Linked DNA regions of Mus musculus: all the other regions are linked to region 1. A link is a contact called in public promoter capture Hi-C data. All regions are on one chromosome and are shown on one strand. Each heading gives the region's core, a stretch centred on a gene start, on an enhancer-like site or on the middle of the called end of the contact. The rest is flanking DNA. Distances are from core to core; before and after follow the strand shown. Region 1 holds the start of Ahsa1 (AHA1, activator of heat shock protein ATPase 1). Region 2 holds the start of Esyt2 (extended synaptotagmin-like protein 2). Region 3 holds the start of Klhl28 (kelch-like 28).

Region 1 (3,708 bases), core at 550-3,049:
CTGACGAGATCAAGCAGATAAATTCATTTGGCGTCCCACTGAGTGCCCAATGCCGCTTGCCTTCAAAGCAACACCGTCTTCTCTCTTCAAGAGTTTGTCAGTGCTCAGAACCTCTCCAGCAAGGATCAGAGCTATGGCAACGGGGCTATAACCTCTTCCCTGGCAGCCTGGCAGGCCTTACCTGTCCAGTTCAGTTTGATGGTCCACTCATAGAAGAAGATAAGTTTGCCTTTCCTGTTGTTGATGGATGCCTCCCCATCAAGCTTGTTCACTTCGGTCACCTCGCACTTGCCCTCTTCATTTTCTACTCGAACGGCCAGGAACAGGGTTTTCAGTTTCTCTGTGGACCAATTTGAAGCATCTCTCTCTGTCCTGCAAGACAGAAGCAGCGCTAAGGGCTGGCAGTCAAGAGGAGAACGCACTGTTTCATTCAGCAGGTGACTGCAAGGTTAAAGGAGGCAGAAAACAACCCAACCCTCTCAATTCTACCCTAGAATGTCCACAAACATGCTACTTTTAGGAATCCAAAGGGGTGGCGAGTTGTCAACAAAGAGAGGTGCTGTGCAAACCAAGTTAATACTTTCCAGTCTTAGCACAATGAGCCTTGACCGTTAAAATGGCGCCCCCATTTGGCCAAGAAGAAAGATGTGACCATACTGCTTAAGTCAGGAGAGCAAAGACAAGCAAGCATTTTTGCTAAGAACTTCAGTTTAAAAAAACAAAACAAACCAACAATAATGCTAGCCTCATTAACAGTGTTGTGTCCCGTTCAGTGTTCAAACTTTGCCCTACACATCCTACATCCTCTAGACAGTGTCACAAAGTCCACAAGAAAAATTACATCAAGTAGAATGTTAAAAAGAGACAGGTTGAAGGGGGAAAAAAAAGACGGTAAAAATCAATTCTTTGCCCTTCTAGTACAGCTATTTAAAAATCAAAAAGCTATAACTGAGGAAAAAAAATATAATGTCTGTAAAGTTCAGTGGCACTCCAAATAACTTTGTTTCCAGAAGATTTCTGAGAGATGAGGCAGCTTCCAAGACCGGTTAGGCTGTAAAATCATGACTGCCGGGCAACCTGGAGTTGTTACAACAGAACTTAACAGTTCCGGGTAGGAGACTGCATTGCGTTCAGCATCCCGAAGCTCCAAGTGCCCTGCAGATCACGTTCCAAAGCTTCTCACGCTGGACTGAGGCAGTAGTCCCCTATGACTTTTGCTTTCACTGTAACCCGCAAACCAACAACTACCGCGCCTGGAGCTCTCGAATTCCCCAGCAGACTCCCAACACAATCGGCAGGGGTCTGGATCTCAAGGACGCCTGCGGCCACGTGTAGGAAGTATCACCCGGCTCAGGCTGGATGCAGCAACTAGGGCACTCTGTTCTCGCTCTGAAATTCCTCCTTGGGGACTCAGCAGTCCATGTCGAACCCATCGCCCCTAAGACTGTGATGGTGGCGAGGGATGGAGGGGACCCCTGCTACAGAAAGGACTCACGCCCAACCCCAGGCCAGGGTTACTTGGGTCCCGTACTCGCCAAGGTCCCAGACACCTCCAACCCCTAGCCTGTTAACAGTGCTCCTGCGGCCTGTCTTGCTGGCCCATACCAGTGCCAGTTGTTGACGTTGGTGGCGTCCGCCCGCTCCTCCACGATCCAGCGTGGGTCTCCCTCACCCCACTTGGCCATCAGCTCACTTATCGCACCGCTACCAGCTCCCAAGCAGCCGCAGCCACAGCCTGAGGACCGCTCGGTCCCAGCCGCCTGGCAGCGCCTGGAAACTACTAGAAGCAGCACAGCACCTCCTGGCTTGCTTTTCCCTCCACCCCAACCCCCTCCCAGCCTTAACTTCCGGCTCCTCCTCGCTCTTACCGGGTACTTCCGTTCCAGCTCGCCGAGCCGTAGGTTCCGTAACTTCTGGCGTTCCTTCCAGCTCTCTCAGTTTATCTTAAAAGCTCTTAAGTCTAGGCCCTCAAGATCCTAATCCCCACCGGCTAGGACACAAAATATTCCTCTCATTGTCTCCTTGGGCCCTAAACCGACCTTGCTGAGCCTGATGGGAGTTGTAGTCTTTAAACCAACCCTTCCGATAACTGCGGAAGGTCATGCTGAAAGTAAAGGAAATGACCTAGCACTATGCGCTAGTATTTCTGGGAATGCTAGTCCAGAAGCCTCGCGGCCCGCAGGGAGGACGAAAGAATGATAGAGGTTATGGAACTACAACTTCCAGGATGCTTTGCGGGTATTCCTTTCACCTTCTTCAGACTCTTCTCCGCTGTCCCCTTCTGCTCTTCTCTATGCCTCACAGCCTGTTTAGAAAGGCTGGTCCAGCGGCTGAGCCTGGCGCTGTCCTGAGAAGGAGCGCTCGGTGTGGAAGAGGTGAGGGTGTCCCAAGCCCCTGTCTAGGCCTCGTGTCTAGGTGAACCCACCCTCTCCGCACCCTTTTCTTTCCCTGTCTTTTCTGAGGCATCCTTACACTCTCACTCCGACCTTCTTCTGTCGGGACCACTCTTGGGAGCTCCGAGATGGGGCTTTCCAGCAAGCCTCAAAGCAGCTTACTCAACATTTGGTTCTGAATATGTCTTCTCAGGCACCCTCTAGGCTCTGGTGTTTGTGGTAGATGCGTGGTTTCCTGGACCTTGCTCCTGTAATCCAATCTCTCAGGTCTTTGTTCTCAAACATCGCCTTAAAAACCTAGCTTAACTTCCAGTAGCTGGTTTCTACAGTACCCTGAGGCAAGGAACCTCTTGGTTGTAGGGTTTTGGTTTTTGGTTTTGTTTTGTTTTGTGTTTTAAACGGGTCCTGTTTTCCCTATGTCGTGTTCCCGTCCTCTCGCATCTGTCCCCCTATCCATGTCAGACTGTCAGTGTACAGGTGACGATAAGATCAAATCTCGGAAGCATTTTAAATCACGTTGAAGCCCGCTTTCCTTTGAGCATTCTTAGAGTTATAAATTGTTACCATTTTACTTACCACGTAAATCACGGTCTCTTTTGTCACTCGAAATACAATGTATCCACTACTGTAAAAAGAGTCTTAAGAATTCTTGGTGAAGTACTAAGTTTGTTAGACATATTCTCTACCTATTTCTAGTTACCATTGTAAAGATCTGTCTAGTTTTCCCAAAAGTGAAAAAAGAAAAGAAAGAGTCTAGGATCCAAAAACCCTGGATTGTAGTTTGGAGTAGAAGTGATTTAGTAAAGTTGTGATGTTTACTGCTTCTGAGCTTTGTTCCCCTGGTCGGTGGGAATCTCCCAGGCTTACCTTTCAGGATCGTTGTGAATGACAAATGAATGACAGTTATTTATGAATTTGCACACATGTTAGAGACATGTTTATGTTCTGTACACATCTTCATGATTTGTGGCCTGGTTTAGAATTTCTTTTAATATTTAAGATTGCTTTTTACAAAAATTTTGGAGGCTGGGAATATAGTTCAGTGGTAGAGTGCTTGTCTAAAACGTGGGAGGCCCGAAGCTCAGTTCCCAGAACTGCAGAAAACAAAATTCTCTTGTTTTATCTAAGGTAGCATTAAGATTAGGTAAACACTTTGCATATATTATCTAGTGGCAGACTAACTGCTATATCAAATACTAACGGGATGTAACCTTACATGTTTATTTTCTGCCAAGCACTTTGTTAGGCTTTCTAACACTATTTATCCTTCACTATTAGCCAGTAAGGCAAGATTGCATTTCTCCAAGGCTTAGAA
Region 2 (3,708 bases), core at 465-2,964, about 29 Mb before region 1:
TTTAATTCTTGTTTTTTGATACTTGTTCCACATAGTCCATGCCATATTTCACAGGTGTTTCCTAGCTGGAAAGGAGGAACATTCTCCAAGTTCTTTCTCCATTTAAATTCCTTCTTTCTACCTTTCAAAACTTACCACTACCTACTTCCACAGACATTTACATCAAGCCTAACATTGTGCAACATTTATCTTAAAATATGCACTATTTCCTTCTATCTGAAACTATGACACTAACTCTTTGCTAAGAAAGACAGTGAAGAGAAAAAGATGATAATGCCTTCTCCAATAGGTTCAAATACTCAATAAGTAAAAAGCAATTTTAGGAAAAAATAATCAATACCATAACTTATCATTACTGTTAACACTTTCAAAATCTCCCTCTATATATGTTAGATCCTGGATATTAAATGATCATATCAAAGTGCCTAGTCTTCCCTCTGGTATTTTAAACAATGAAACAAACATTTCAATTCTTCTAACATAAGCTTTTCAGGAACACTTCAATCGTGTTAGACACAACTAAGAAATGAATGAGTCTTCCTGATTTTTTTAATTAACTTCTCCCCATATTGGCTGTCACTACTTTTTAAATCAGAAAGGAGAATCTGGACGGTTCCAGGCCTGCAGCGCCATGCTTGCAAAAGGTTTACAGAATCGCTCTGGACAACTGAGATCTCATCGCCCACCAAGTGTGCTTCTGGGCGGTAGTCACTGCCAGCATGAGAGGAGGAAGAGGCCCAGCAACTAACAATGACCAGTTCTGCCAAGTTAGGAAGTATTCACTACCTGCGCACTTTGCTAGCGATGGGCGAGGAGGACTGAAAGCCAGGAAGAGGACTGAGAGCGGACACTCTCGGAGCAGATAATGACCAGGACACCTCGCCCAGGATGAGGGTGGGGACAGCAATAAGGACACCTGACTTAGGTGGGGGAGGCGGTGCGCTGACACAAGTGAGACTCGGACGCAGACCGTCGCTCAGAGCCGGGGTGGGCCACAGTGGCCAGAACTCCCGAGGAAAGCAGGTGGGCAGAGTGCTGACAGCAGACAGCAGTTTACAGCAGGAGAGGCAGACAGCAGTAAGGTCGCACACCTGACTCGGTCCGGGATCCTGGTTGTGCGGATCCCGGATCGGACGGAGATTCGGAACAAGCGGTGGCTGACACTTCACTCGGGCTGGGGCTTGAGTTCCCCACCCGTCACTGAGAAGGGGAGAAGGGTGGTGCGGACCTGACTCCGCTCAGGTCTGGGGGGGCAACACTCACCCAGGCGGGCAGGTCGCAGGCGCGCACTCCCAGGCGCACAGCTTGCTCCTCGTCCTCCAACAGCGCCAGCGCGCGGCACAGGCGGCTGGCCTTGAGGCCGCGGCTCCGGCGGCACCAGGCGAGCAGCCCGAGCGCCAGCAGCACCCAACTGAAGCTCAGCCCCAGGTAGCCCAGGGCGTACACCGGCAGCAGCAGCGCGAAGCTGCGCGCCAGCTGCCCCAGCAGCCCCGGCAAGTCCACACTCAGAGCGCTGCCCGGGGCCTCGGGCTCGGAGCGGCCCCCAGCCCGGCCAGGACCGGCCTCCGGCCCCTCGCCCCCCGCGCTACTCATCTCCAGCCGCGCTGAGCACTCCTCCCTGCCGAGGCGGGCGCGGCTCTCCCACGGACCGCAGGTCGCTCTAGCCCGCGCGCCAGCGCCCCACTGAGGGGGACCGCGGGCTCCACCGCTCCACTCCTCAAACGGGCGGGACTTGCCGTCATCACAGTGCGCAGGGCCCTCCCCCACCGAGGCCTCTCCCAGAGAGGGGCTTGCTCGGGCTGAGTGCGTGGTTTGGTGACGCAATCAGCATGCGCCCGACTCTTCCTCACTGGGATCCACTGTTCAGAGACAGCCGACCCTGAAAGAATCTAGGGCGGGGCGACGTGTCAGTCGCCAACCGGATCCCGCTCCCTCGTCCGCGCCCTCAGGAAAGATCCCCCGGCGGCGAATGGTCTGTGCCTGGTGTCATCGCGCGGTCGGACCCGCCTCTGCGCTGGGGTTGCTGTGCTGCTACTCTCCGGTCGTTACACCAAGAAGGGGCTGCAGGCGAAGCCATCACGCCAGGCAGGCCCCGCCCCTAACCTGTGAGGGCGGTTCGGTCTGCGCCCTCGGAGGGTGGGCGCCGCGCCAGGGGGACACACCCGGACTTGGCTCGCAGGGACGGCCGGAGAGGGAGGTGTGGCTTCCGCGGGTGTTGGAAGGGAGCAATGGCCCTGACTAGTGGGAAGGCTAGCGGGCTGAGTCCTTTCCAGCTTAGCGGAGAGCTCGGCGTTCGTCAGCCAACCTCTTGCCTGTCCTAGCTCCCTGGCGGAGAACTTGAACTTGCAGGTTCCTAGGGTGAGAGGATGGCTCCTGGGCCTGCCTCTGTGGAATGAGAACTTTGCGCCTGCTGCAGTAAAATTTACCTTGAGGCCTTACTGTGTGGTGGCGCCTCTGGGTCTAGTACTCCTTCAGGTCTGACTTCCCAAACAAAATGGCCCCAGTGAGCTTAGGAAAGCACAGTTGTCATGAAGATTTAAAAAAAAAAAAAAAAAAAAAAAAGGCAGCCAGGGTCCACCACCCCCTACCCCCGTCAAGGCCAAACTCTTAGGGGACATCTGAGGGGACATATGTGAAGCTTGCAAAAAAGAAAAAGGAAAAAAGGGAAGTAAGGAAAGGGAAGAGAAGAGAAAAAAAGACATCTGCTTTAAAGTTTGCTAAAGAGGAGCTGGAGAGATGGCCCAGCACCTGAGAACCCAATTCCTGAGTCAATTCCCAAAATCCACATCTGGCTGTTCACATGCACCTGTATCTAAAGCTCCATGGGATCTAATACCTCTGGTCTTCACAATCGCCTGTACACACACACACACACACACACACACACACAGAGGCATAATTTTTAAGAAAATTTTCCAGGAGGATAATTCCACGACTATGATTGTGGAATGTTGCAGATTCAGAGCCAAGTTATCCTGGGTCATACTTTGTTCCATTAGTAGCCATTCATTGCCCATCTCTTGTGTCTGATTTTATGCCACAATCCTTGTGATTCAAATATTAACCCACCACTACCTTGCACCAACACAAAGCTACCAGTGTCATCAGTATCTGAAACCTACAGAAAACAAAGTTCCCACTTTTCTGCAACCTGATGTTTTTGATTCACCAATGTATTTGAAAAAATAAATGCCTTGGTTTATGTAGTAAGTTCTGAATGAACAAATAAATGCAAATAAATAAATAAATGCAAAGTCACCTGTGGAAGATTTTCCCGTGAGTATGTGTGAATATGTATTACAGCATTTCAGAGACATGCCATGTTTGAAAGAGAGCAGTAGTCTGCTCGACAAAGGGCAATAAACCAAGCAAAGTGTCATAGAGTGCTATTGCTGTGGGGAGACTCCATGACCATGGCAACTTATAAAAGGAAACATTTAATTGGGGCTGGCCTACAGTTTCAGAGATTGAGTACATTATCATCATGGTAGGAAGCTCGGTGGCATGCAGGCAAATATGGCACTGTAGAAGCAGCTGTGAGATCCACATCCAGATCTGCCCACAGCAGGAAGAGAGAAGCCCTGGGCTCCTAATGGGTTTTTTGAAACCTCAATATCCACCCCCAGTGACACACTTCCTCCAGCAAGGCCAACCTCCCAGTCTTTCAAATAGTGCCCTTCCCTGGTGACCCAGGATTCAAATCTCTGA
Region 3 (3,708 bases), core at 408-2,907, about 22 Mb after region 1:
TGGAATCGTCTAGCAAGTTATACAATAAGCTAATGAAACCAACGAGACTAGCATGAGGGGTCGAACTTGGGTTAAATTTTCCCAGCAACTGCTTTAGTTCTTCAACAGCCTGAGTCCTGTTTTTATAATCTTCCTGATCCAACAGTCTTGCATGGAGTTCCTGGGGAATAATCTCAAATTTAAGATTGCTACTGGAAAGATTCACTACACACGGGGCAGCATCTTCAGAAAACCCGGAGGCTTCTAGCTCCAAATAATAAGGAACCTGACTTCCATACTGGGACTCCAGGCGGCGATTGTAGTGCCTCCTCAGTGCAGAAGGCAAACGCGAGATGTAGGAGTGAAACCTCTCTTGACCAAGTCGTTCTCCAATTTGTTGAAGTGAAGAGAAGGCTGTCTCGGATTCTTCTTCCATCTCCTGATCGCCAAGCTTTCGGGCCAGAGATATTATTACTTCAGTGAGATCCAAACCCTGCAACAAATCCTCAGGAGTGAACAAGATAGGGAGCAACAGCGCAGTGGAAGCTCTAAGCCGGGCATCTGGACTTTCCAGGCCTTGGATGAGAGTTCGCAGGACCTGCCCAGAACTACGCCTAAGACAAATATGCAGGATCTGCAGCGCATCTTTCCGTAGGGCAGGGTTATCTTCTCGTAACGAGACAACGAGCTGAGGCAAAAGCGCTAAACTGAAGGCCTCTTCCAGCTGACCCGCCTCGCCCTGACCCCGAAGAACGTCCGAGAGAAGCTGCAAGCAGAGCCTCTTCTCCTCACTGCCGCCTTCCACAAGCACTCGGCCCAGCGCCCGATATAAGGCTTCCTTGCGGCGGGGAAAGCCAAGCCGGCCGCCTCGCCGCGGCAAGGCAGCCTGCAAAGCCTGGAACGCCTCGGAAGGATCCGGTGCGGTGCGCAGGAGTTGAAGAAGCCGAGTCTCCTCCTCATCTCCGCCCGAGAGCCCACTTCCAGGCCCGGACCAGCTAGTTGAAACAGCCTCCGCCGGTAACAGGAGGGTCGAGGCCAGAGGCGACGGCGTCGCGGGGCAGGAGCCATGATCCCCGGCAGCCCCACGGCAGTAATAGTTTTTCTCGCCTCTCATGGTGCCCCCGGATCGACGACCATCAGTCCCTGGGGCGTAAGGACGACAGCGGCTCAGGAGGCGATAGGAACCAGGGGTCGCAGGAGGCGGCAGCGGGAGCAGCTCGGAAGGCGCGGCCGCCATGGAGGGTCGTCAGGTAGCGAGAGCTGGAGGGAACCATTGCCGTCTTGGGAGGGCTGGATGAAGCCCAGCCTTCCAGTTCCTCTCCAAGCCCCGAGCTGCAGAGGAAGAGAAGGAACGGCTCCGGTCAGCTGCCAGGCCGCTCGGGCCTTCCACTCCCGGAGCCAGCCTCCGGCAAAATGGCCCCCGCTGAGCCTGGGACCCCACAGGCGCCACCCGGCGTAACCAGGGCCACCACGTGACCAAACCGAGCGCTTCCATGGTGATGCACCCAGAGCGGACCTCTTGACCCGGAAACCAATCTGCCGCGGTGGATGCTGGGTTATGTAGTCCATGTAAGGACTTAAAGCATAGGCCGAAGATTCCTGGAAGAGGAAGTCTGAACGTAGCCAGAATGAAGAGGCGGGGTCAAGGCCTTAGACGGAAATGACGCTCCCTTGTCCGGGGCGGAAGTTTTCCACCCCACCCATAAGAGTTGAGGTTTGACGGGAGCAAGAGAGGATCCCATCCCGGGTTCCAGTTTTCCGTGGCTCCTCCTCCTGTTGCTGCAGGTGTTATTCCTGGGACTCAGGTATTTTCCTTTTGCTATTATACAGTGGTGCAGGCTTTGGTGGTGTGTTCCCCGAGTGCCCCAGGAGCCAGAATGCGAGGCAAAGAACTGGACCAGAGCAGGCAGAGAGAGACGACATGTTCTGCACAGTGCTGGTTACCATTGTAAACGTTCTACTCACTGCTGTCCAAAATAAGATTCTTTCTACCTGCAGCCTGCTTAGTAGTACAGGAGAACCTAACCGAGGCCAAGCACACAGAGTACTTTTTTAAAAAAGACTTTCTTGTCGTTGGGGACCTTCCTCGCCCCGCCCTCTTCTCCCTTGCCTCCTTTTCCTCTCTTCACCCGCTGGCTATGGAGTGTTAAAGGCTTCTGTCCCTTTTCATTGTCCGCATCACCAAGTTTTCTTATAGATAGGTAGAATCAGTGTTTTCCCCTTTGCATTAAACGGAGTGCTTAAAGCCTTTATCTTTTAACTCCTCTGTGGGACTTTTCCTTTCGCCCCACCTCCACCTTTCCCATCTCCCCTAGGATACTCCAGAGTCTCTGCAGTCTTTCAGTCTCCTGGAGACGGAGATCGCTAGACAATTTCAGTTGTGGTGCAAGTTCTTAGCATTACAGTCCTAAGAGAATTCTGCACAGAGGATTTAGGTTGATAGACATTATTTTAAGCAAAATGAGAATTTGATAGCTGATGAGTGTTTTTTTTTTTTTTGTAAAAGAAACTATAAATAGACTCAGTTCAACTAAGAGTATCTCCTATACGGCCACACCCCTTTGGGGCATGAAAGAGCAACTTTTTTGTGTGTCTGTATTTGAAACATTAATGCTGAATTACTGTATAGCCCAAGCTGGTCTTGAAGTCTTGACCCTCCTATCAGTCTTCTGATTGTTGAGATTACCAGTGTGCACTGTCAAACCAAGCTTGAAAACAGATTTGTTGTTGTTCGGCAGACTTTTAAAAGAAATAATACAATTACTTTTCAGTGAGAAAAGACTGAGTTATAATTTGAAGTTCCAAGCTTATATTCTTCAAATGCAAAAGTATTTCTGTCCCTCTTTGTATTAAATGGATATCTCTCAATTTTTATTTTATTTTATTTTATTATTTTGAGACTGGGTTTTCCTGTCTAGTCCTAGTTGTTCTGAACTCCCTGTGTAGACCAGGCTGGCCTCCAACTTAGAGATCTGCCTGCCTCTGCCTCCCAAGTGTTGGGATTAAAGCCCTGTGCCACCATACCCAGCTATATTATTTTTTGAAATCTTGAAATAATTGAGTCACATGTATCAAAGTGCTTTATAACAATAATTAATACTCCTGGTGATGCAAGTTGAAATTGTATTTATTAGTTTTTATTATAACATAATTAAAATGTTCTTAATTTTTTATTTTGGAAAAAGTATTAATATAAATGAGGCTGTATAACCATGTATCCTGTGCTTTGGTTTAAAGCTTTGGTGGGTTTCTTCACTTTCTTTTATCTTCTGTTTTGTGGTTTGCTGCTGCTGTTCTGTGTTATTTCACTGTCCTGAACACTGAACCGAGGGGCTTTGTTCATGCTGGGAAGTGTTCTGCCACTGAGTGTCGTCCACAGCCTTCATTCATCATTTGGATGTATAAGTAGATCTGCCTGAGTTTGGTTTAACACATGTATTTTAGTAGAAAAACAATAACAGACGTGCTGCTGTCCCCACCCATTTTCTATTTTTAGAGAGAGTAAGGATGGAAATGAAAACCAAGAGATGATTATAATGCTGGTCAGTGAAAAAGAATGAGTACCGGATGGCTGGGTGTAGGTCTTAGAGAGCACTTGCCTAACATGTGCAAGGTTCTGAATTACACCTACACTATTATGGGAGCTTGGAGGGACAGAAAGACAGATTCTCATATCCAACCTCAAAAGCTTACATGCATACTTCTTTTCATGTATGCTGAGACTTCAGG

The links. Promoter capture Hi-C pulls out the DNA fragments that hold promoters and counts their contacts.
Region 2: a contact with region 1 is called in a promoter capture Hi-C map of cranial neural crest. The contact joins the promoter of Esyt2 here to the promoter of Ahsa1 in region 1. A contact is called at or near these places in 3 of 39 promoter capture datasets (cranial neural crest, frontonasal cranial neural crest and pre-B cells).
Region 3: a promoter capture Hi-C map of pre-B cells shows a contact between it and region 1, with 4 times the contacts expected there. The contact joins the promoter of Klhl28 here to the promoter of Ahsa1 in region 1. A contact is called at or near these places in 1 of 39 promoter capture datasets (pre-B cells) and 1 of 484 Hi-C or Micro-C datasets (muscle stem cells).

Annotation. Positions count from the first base shown.
Region 1 is chr12:87,264,819-87,268,526 of GRCm38.p6, reverse strand. Ahsa1 (AHA1, activator of heat shock protein ATPase 1) reads right to left here and starts at 1,799. Exons shown (of 9, transcript NM_146036.2): 1 at 1,606-1,799; 2 at 182-372. The coding sequence starts at 1,685. Vipas39 (VPS33B interacting protein, apical-basolateral polarity regulator, spe-39 homolog) reads left to right here and starts at 2,241. Exons shown (of 20, transcript NM_001142580.1): 1 at 2,241-2,375.
Region 2 is chr12:116,279,228-116,282,935 of GRCm38.p6, reverse strand. Esyt2 (extended synaptotagmin-like protein 2) reads right to left here and starts at 1,714. Exons shown (of 22, transcript NM_028731.5): 1 at 1,264-1,714. The coding sequence starts at 1,593.
Region 3 is chr12:64,963,485-64,967,192 of GRCm38.p6, reverse strand. It overlaps Klhl28 (kelch-like 28), which reads left to right and starts at 1,657. Exons shown (of 5, transcript NM_025707.3): 1 at 1,657-1,784. Togaram1 (TOG array regulator of axonemal microtubules 1) reads right to left here and starts at 1,451. Exons shown (of 20, transcript NM_177805.3): 1 at 1-1,451. The coding sequence starts at 1,216.